Linked DNA regions of Gossypium hirsutum: region 2 is linked to region 1. Evidence: chromatin contacts called from public Hi-C data. All regions are on one chromosome and are shown on one strand. Each heading gives the region's core, a stretch centred on a gene start, on an enhancer-like site or on the middle of the called end of the contact. The rest is flanking DNA. Distances are from core to core; before and after follow the strand shown.

Region 1 (4,175 bases), core at 36-2,535:
AAGTCTATGATCCAATTAAGATGATAAACTAAAGTATGCGGGAAAGCAGAGATCCAATAATCATTTGCTAAAGCCCGGTCAATCCGTTCATGAATGTTACCTCTTTTCCAAGTAAAAGCAGGACCTATGAATCCAAGATCCTGCAGATTACAAGATTCGAAAAAATTCCCAAAAATCTTGCATCTCTTACCCGTTGACCGATCACTCTTTTTATCATTAGGAGAGAGAATAGCATTGAAGTCTCCTAAGATAAGCCAAGGTAATGGACCGGGAGGTAAAACTTCTAATAAATCGGATGGTTATGCATAATATTGATGCGAATATTATCCTTCCATCCAACCCAAATGCCCCTTGCAAAACCAATAGACTCAATGCGATGAGAGAAATCAAAACCCAACTTATCAATAATAGCATTAGCTTTTTTACCACTAACTCGTGGCTCAAAAAGACAAACAATATCCGGATTATGCTCAAGATTATACTCACGAAAAGCCCGTAAAAATTTACTACTTGCGCAACCTTGGCAGTTCCAAGAGAAAATAGATAAATTTAAATCCATAAAAAAAGATAAAAAGGAACGAAAAGAGTAAAAATCTAAAAATTAAAATCAAAATATCCAAAAAAAAATGAATCAATCTTAGATACTATTACCCGAACCTTGACCAGCCACCTCCAAGTTAACACCTCGCAAATTGGAAACTGTCTGAGCTAACCTGATCATAGAGTCACTCAAAGGAACTCTAGAGGAATTTTTATTTTTAAAATTAATCCCTTTCCCATGCGTAACTTTATTTATCTTTTTTGTAGCCCCAAACCCTCCATCTTTAATAACCACTGACTTCCCCAAAGTATGTGGCTTATTACCCCCAAAATCTGTGGTGTTCTTTTTCCTTAAAAAATTCCCTCTAGCTGATTCCTTCTTGTTGAAAGATACTGCAGTATGTTTCTAAGGATCTAAGCCTCCAATAGGATCGGTGACTTTAATTTCAACCAATTCTGGCACCATCAAATCAGCTTTGTTCTGTATGCCTAAAGCATCACCATCGTTATCCTCCTATCCAACAAAAATAGGGTTAAGACAAGAATTATTCATATTAAAAAAATTAGCAAAATTTGGAGATGAATTAAAACTTAGAGTGTCGGTCGACGTGCTAATAGCATGAGCACTTAAAGACTTAGAAGATCCCTCTGTAGTGTCAACTTGAAACTCGAATTTAGTGCTTGGTCTGTCTAGCACATTAATTCGACTTGACCCATCGCAGGTAGTGGCCTTATCCGATGTGGCAGCATCTGGGCCTCTTGCACCATTAGCCTCAACATTACCAGCAATGAAAGGGACTATTGGGCCGTCCATAGCAGGCCTGCTCATTTTATAAATCTCAGGCCCGACACTCTTTTTAACTCCCCATATCCGCTCATTTCCCTTATTATTTTCCCTTATCTGCTCTGTAACTTTTCCAACATCCACCGCTTGACCCTCTATTCCCTTCTTTGTTCCAACATTCAAATTCAGATTTTTTATATTTGTCAAGGCGTCAAAACTGGAGCTTGATTTTCCTTGATCCCGAAGATTCTCTTTACTGGAATTAATGTTCCTAGATTTGCACCTATTTTTATTCTCGACAACCATCCATAGCCTGTACGTTGCTCCGTCTTCTTCGGTTGCCCTCTTCACCGGAATATCACTGATTTGCTCCTTTTCGGATAACAATCCCGGTTGCTCTACGACACAGAGCTCTTTAGTATGGCCATATTTTCCACAAGTAAAAGAAATCGTGGGTAGAGCTTCATATTCAACCTTTTGATGTAACCCCAAGGACTTGAGTAGTCAGGGGTCTATCGAGATTAATATAAACAGCCATTCGGGCAAACCTTCCTCTAGTTCTGCTGTTTGTATTGAAGTCCAAACGGACAACTTTACCGATCATACCTCCTATTTCTTCGAGTATTCTTCTTTTATACAGGAACCCTGAAAGACCTGGTAGTCTTATCCAAGCTAACACCATGCTTGGATATGCTTGAGATAGAGTGAAATCCTTTGTCCAAGGTTGGACAGTCAGGTATTGTCCATAAATCATCCAAGGCCCCTGCGACAAAACCTTAGCATAGTCATCTGGGGATTGAAACTTAGCGAGGAAATATCCATTCTCAATGTCCATGAGATGGAAAGGCATGGAAGGGTTCCATAAATTACTTATGCGGTTGTTTAAAGCTCCATAACCAATATTCCTTCCAAGTAGTTTTATGACAACTGTTTGCTCCATTTCTTTATATAATATTTGTTGAATCCTCTCAGAAAAATCAATGGCGGGGATTCCATTGACCATAGATCTATGTATGTCTCCCTCCAAAATTTCTAAGTCAACATCGACACTGAAACCAAAAGAGACCACTCCAACCGTATTCAGATCTCCAGGATTAGTCCCCAACAATTTGTCCTCCCAGGAGATTGAAGAACTAGCTCTCGTTTCCACCAACATATCGGTGATTTTCCCATTATTATCTTCTTTGAATCTAATTTTCTTTGTATTAGGATTATCGTCCACCCGCACTCCGCCACCATCTTCAACCACCGGCAGAGAACAGATACCATCAACATCCAGAGCGTTTTCCATTTTCTTTTATATATATATTTAATATCACTTAATGATAGAGATTTTTAATTTATCACATTTAATACTTTCTTCTCGGTGTATAACTAAATCTGCAAATACATTTAATAAATATAAATTCTTTTTCTTTGAATTTTTATGCTTTTATTTCCCTAAATAGTACTATTAATGACACCAAACTTTTTGGGGGCATTACAGTTCTTAATCTTAGGTTTATTATGCTTTGAAATATGGGCTTTGAAACAATGAGGGGACTAAAGTGTTAGTGTGTCTAATGTGCCTAAGTTATGGGCTATTGTAGATGACCTTAAGATTGCTTGGAACAAAGGATACAAACAAGTTGCAGTGGTAGTTGACTGCTTGTAGGCTATTAATTTGATTACTACACTAGATGCGCATAGAAATGCTTATGCTTTGGCAAGGAGAATCAATAGTCTGCGAGGTGGGAACTGAAATATTATGGTGAAGCATGTTCGTCTCAAAGCTAGCATGGTAGTTGATTTAATCTTGAAGTTGAAACCATAATGATCAAGTTAGCTACAAAGTTTTATAAAAATTCTATCAGTGGTGGAACTGACTCTTGACTTGAGAGGGATAATGGCTCTAGTGGGTCTGCTTGCATATGTTTCAATTTGTTTAGTTTGTTAGCTATTTTGGTTCATAGCACCTTATGTCTTGAAAAAACCTATGACAAACTTGAGTGGAGTTTCATTAGGAATATTCTATGTTTTTTAAAGTTTCTCAAGAAGTTGGTTTGTCTTATCATGCAATGGATTTCCACTTCATTTATTTCAATTCTCCTCAATGGATCAAAGCTTGAAAATTTTGTTCCAACAAGAAGAATCCGACAAGGAGATCCGTTGCCTCCTTATATTTTCAACCACTATATGGAGTATCTCAAATCACCTTATCTTGAGAGAAATTGAAAATAAATCTTGGCAGCCAATTAGTGCATCTAGAGGAGGCCCACCACTCACCCACCTCTTTTTTGCAGATGATGTGATTCTCTTTACAAAATCTAATAAAATTTTCGCTCAATCCATCATGATTACTCTTAATACCTTTATGGAACAATCGGGGAAAATCATAAATCTACAGAAATCCAAAGTTCTTTTCTCTACTAAAAAGGAGGAAAACAGTAAAGCTAGAATAGTGAACACCGTTAAAATACAAGAGACAAAATACCTTAGGAAATATTTGGGTTTCCTGATTCACTTGTCTAAAGTCTCTAAAAAAGGGTATGATTTCATCATTAAAAAAGTTCAAGGGAAGTTGAGTTCTTGGAAAGAAAATTATTATCTCTATCTGGAAGACTAGTTCTTATCTAGGTGACTATGGCCACAACTCTTAATTACTATATGCAGTGTAGATTTTTGCCAGCTATCACTTTAGCTAGTTTGGATTGCATCAAAAGAAGAAAAAATTAAGGGGGAGGGAAGAACTAAATATTCAAGGAAATTGTATCTTATAAGTTGTGATAACTTAACAATACCCAAGTAGATTGGTAGGCTTGGAATTAGAGTTTAGAAATTCAAAAACCAAGCCTATCTATTGAAACTAGCC
Region 2 (3,715 bases), core at 625-3,124, 220 kb after region 1:
GTTCTAGTACGAATAGTGTGTTTGAAAACCAAGTCATTAGAACACAGGAGATCCAAGGCTTGGAGTGCTGATGAACCTGTTTTGTTTTTTTTTTTTTTCCTTTGAAGACAATCATCTTAATTACTATAACATTTTATGTATACTTATTTGTGAGATGCTTTACTAAGTTCATGTCATCGTCTTTAAATTCAGGATTCAAATTAGGACCATGGACTTTTTCCCCTGTGATTGTTATAATAACATCCAAGTTTGGCTTGTGGCATTAGAAATCAATTTGGAATTGGTTGGATGAGGATTTGGTAGGTTTGGTGGTCCAATCACCTCCATAAAATCTGAAAATAAATGAACCGTTGAGAATCGAATCGGGTTAAAATTTTGGCAAAGAAAAAAGAAGGGAAAAAATGGAGATTGTTATGTAATCAAAAGAATAGGACCTCTGAACAAAAGGACAAGGTGGTTTCAACGATATAAAGTTCTTATTTTATTAGATTTCTTCTCATCCTTCATCATCATAGCTTACGCCACGTGTTTCCTCTACCTGTGCCCTTCCATAGAAATTGATCGTATTACCCTTTCCAGTTGTCTTTTTCATAACATTACCTTCATTCCCTGTTGTTCCTTGTCCCCAAAGATTAAAAGAAGAAATCATTCCATGTAGCTTCGTCTAGACCCAAATTTGACCATTCCACCAACCACTGAGTTACAACTAGATTGTTTCTTTTGATCAAGACAGCTTTAAGATCCACCTTAGGTTGACCATCTTGATCGATTTCGAGAAAGGGGGGGGGGGGTTCCAAGTTTGGTACCACCTGAGCTCTTGCATTTTTCTTTAAAAGGTTAACATGGAATGCTGGACGTAGCTTCAAATTATCTAGCACCAACATGCTAAAATGGTGGATTGCGAGATTGAAGGGGTTACCTGAACGTGAAAAAATGAATAATAAATAATATAGAATGGGTATAAATACCGTTACATGAAAGTTACACCCAATTAAAGCGTTTTAGCAAGAAATGTTTCTAAGTGTTGTTTTGGGTTCTCATTTCATTCCGAAGATGTTCACTTGTAAATTTTTGGATATTGACTAATATGTTTGGTTGTAGCTAACAGAATGGTTGTTTATTTGTGAATGTCATGCTTATACTCTTTAACAAGACTGGAATGGTTCTAAAGCTAAAACCTCATCAACTTATTTGCAATGTGATGCTTGCGATGGATATTTTTAAAACGCAAGATGTAAATATAATATGTAAATACAATTTCATGCAATTTTCATAGTATATTTTTAATTTTTTTTCCCTTACAGGCTATTATATAATTTTTGTGCAATATTAAAGGCATTATTACTTTTAAAGTAATGTATTTTTTGTTTCAATAAAGTAGGTTATATATTATTTTTATATTATTAATTTATATTTTAATAATAATTATATTAAGAACGTTATTAAATTATTTATTATTATTTTATTAAATTATAATTAATAATTATTTTATTAAAATTACTTTGGACATTTAAATATTTTTTCTTATGCTGTTACAACATCTATTCCATTAAACCAAACATGAGAATACAATTACAATTTTATTTAATTCTATTAAATCAAACAATTGAATTACTGATTACAATTTTATTCCATTCATCTCAATTAAACTTGGTGTAAACTCTAAATAATTAAATGAACTACACAGATACACAAACCTTAAATGATTGTGGGGGCATTTTACTTTATCGGGGTGAAAAAGAAAGGGAAAACAAGAGTTGATATTGGTGGAAAAAATCCAAATCCACTTTCAGACACTACCATGTCAAATGCAAAACAGAGAGCAGCACATAGTATAGGAGCAGAATTAGCACACCTTTTTTATTTATCCTTTACTTGTAACTTTCGTCTCCTGCACAGTTATCTATATTCATCTCCACTCCTCACTTTTTTTCACACGCAATATAAACTGCATCATCATCACTCATACCCAAATTTAAAAACTTTTGCTGCCTTTCACTTTCACTTCTAACTTATCTGCTGCTATCTCAAGCTTCTCTGTTGGCTTGGTCTCACTTGTAAGGTCTTCTCTCCCACAAATATCTGTTGTTTTACTTACTATTCTATTCTATTTCACTGTTTCATTTGATTAATAATACCCATTGCTTTATATTAGTATAGAAAACAAAAAGAAAGAGATGTCACTCTTTTGCCCCGTAATGCTTACTAATATCTTACGTATATTGAATACAAAATTACGATTTGAATTGATGTTTATATGTTGTGATTTGTAGTTACTCATTTATTTTTTTATAATTGTATACTTGTGCTTGTATTTTTCTTTCTCAATAAATGACAATAAAACCCGCCAGCACCAGGTGTTGTTTGTTTCCATATTGCAGAGAAGAACTTGAAGAAGAAAAAGTATGGCCTTTACTACCCTTAGACTCCCTCCTTATCCAAAGCTTGTTACCAACAACAGGTTTAGCGGCATCTTTGCTTCTCAATTTCATTCTTCCGCTTTACCATCAAGATTGGTGCTTGGTAGTTCCTCTTCCTGTGTGGGAACTCTTAGCTTAAGCATCAATCATCATAGCTCACGATGGTCCTCTACTACTTTCACATGCTTTTCTCAGACATCAGAGCTCTCCGTTTCAGTTGATACATATGGCAATAACAGTATGACTCTGCAACACCCCCTTTTCGTTTATTTTTCTATTTTTATGATTACCCTTTCCTCCATTTTCTCTATTATTCTTGTTTGTGGTTCATCTTTTTTTTTTCCTTTTTTATTTTCATGGTAAGCCAAAGAAAAAGATGGGACTCTCGTGTGATACTTTTTTCTTGGGGTTGTCTCGACTGATTTGATTTATCTATCCGATTTCAAAAACATTGGATGACACCGTTAATTTGACCGTTATGATGTTCTAGTTATTGGTGGAGGCGGAAGAGAACACGCTCTTTGCTATGCATTGCAGCGGTCGCCGTCTTGCGATGCTGTCTTCTGTGCACCAGGCAACGCGGGGATTTCCACCTCGGGGAATGCAACCTGTATTCCTGACCTTGACATCTTTGATAGCTTAGCTGTGATTTCTTTTTGCAGCAAATGGGGTGTTGGTTTGGTGGTTGTTGGACCCGAAGCTCCCCTTGTTTCAGGTCTTGCCAATGATTTGGTAACGGCTGGAATTCCTACTTTTGGCCCTTCAGCTGAGGCAGCTGCTTTGGAAGGTTCTAAGGACTTCATGAAGACTATATGTCATAGATATGGGATTTCTACTGCTAAGGTTTCTTTCATTTGTTTGCAAAAAAACATTTTACCATTATTGCTTTTGGTTACTTATTTCTTTTAAATGTTTGGTTTAGTATCAAACATTTTCAGATGCATCAGCTGCAAAGCAATATATTAAAGAGCAAGGAGCACCTATTGTTATCAAAGCAGATGGACTCGCTGCTGGAAAAGGAGTTGCTGTTGCTACAACATTGGAGGAGGCCTACAAAGCCGTTGATTCAATGCTTGTAGAGGGCATTTTTGGTTCCGCAGGCTACCGGGTTATTGTCGAGGAATTTGTCGAAGGAGAAGAAGCATCATTCTTTGCCCTGGTTGATGGGGAGAATGCTATACCACTAGAGTCTGCACAAGACTATAAACGGGTTGGAGATGGTGACACAGGTCCAAATACTGGGGGAATGGGGGCATACTCCCCTGCACCAGTCTTAACTAAAGAACTTCAAAATG

What was found. Hi-C and Micro-C count contacts between places; a contact is called where the count stands out from the background.
Region 2: a contact with region 1 is called in a Hi-C map of leaf, with 2.1 times the contacts expected there. The contact joins the promoter of LOC107925438 here to the enhancer-like site in region 1. A contact is called at or near these places in 2 of 34 Hi-C or Micro-C datasets (both in leaf).

What each region holds. Positions count from the first base shown.
Region 1 is chrA01:111,532,481-111,536,655 of Gossypium_hirsutum_v2.1, forward strand. No RefSeq gene overlaps it. Among protein-coding and RNA genes, the nearest start is that of LOC107925402, 8.0 kb to the left of the region's middle. Within about 2 kb of position 1,286, at least 8 of the 9 cell types and tissues checked have an H3K27ac peak or open chromatin away from gene starts, as enhancers often do. A contact at or near this core is called in leaf, where this site is marked.
Region 2 is chrA01:111,753,403-111,757,117 of Gossypium_hirsutum_v2.1, forward strand. It overlaps LOC107925438 (phosphoribosylamine--glycine ligase), which reads left to right and starts at 1,875. Exons shown (of 5, transcript XM_016856109.2): 1 at 1,875-2,062; 2 at 2,358-2,658; 3 at 2,911-3,263; 4 at 3,343-3,715. The coding sequence starts at 2,406. LOC107925440 (shaggy-related protein kinase kappa) reads left to right here. Exons shown (of 14, transcript XR_005927107.1): 14 at 193-1,177.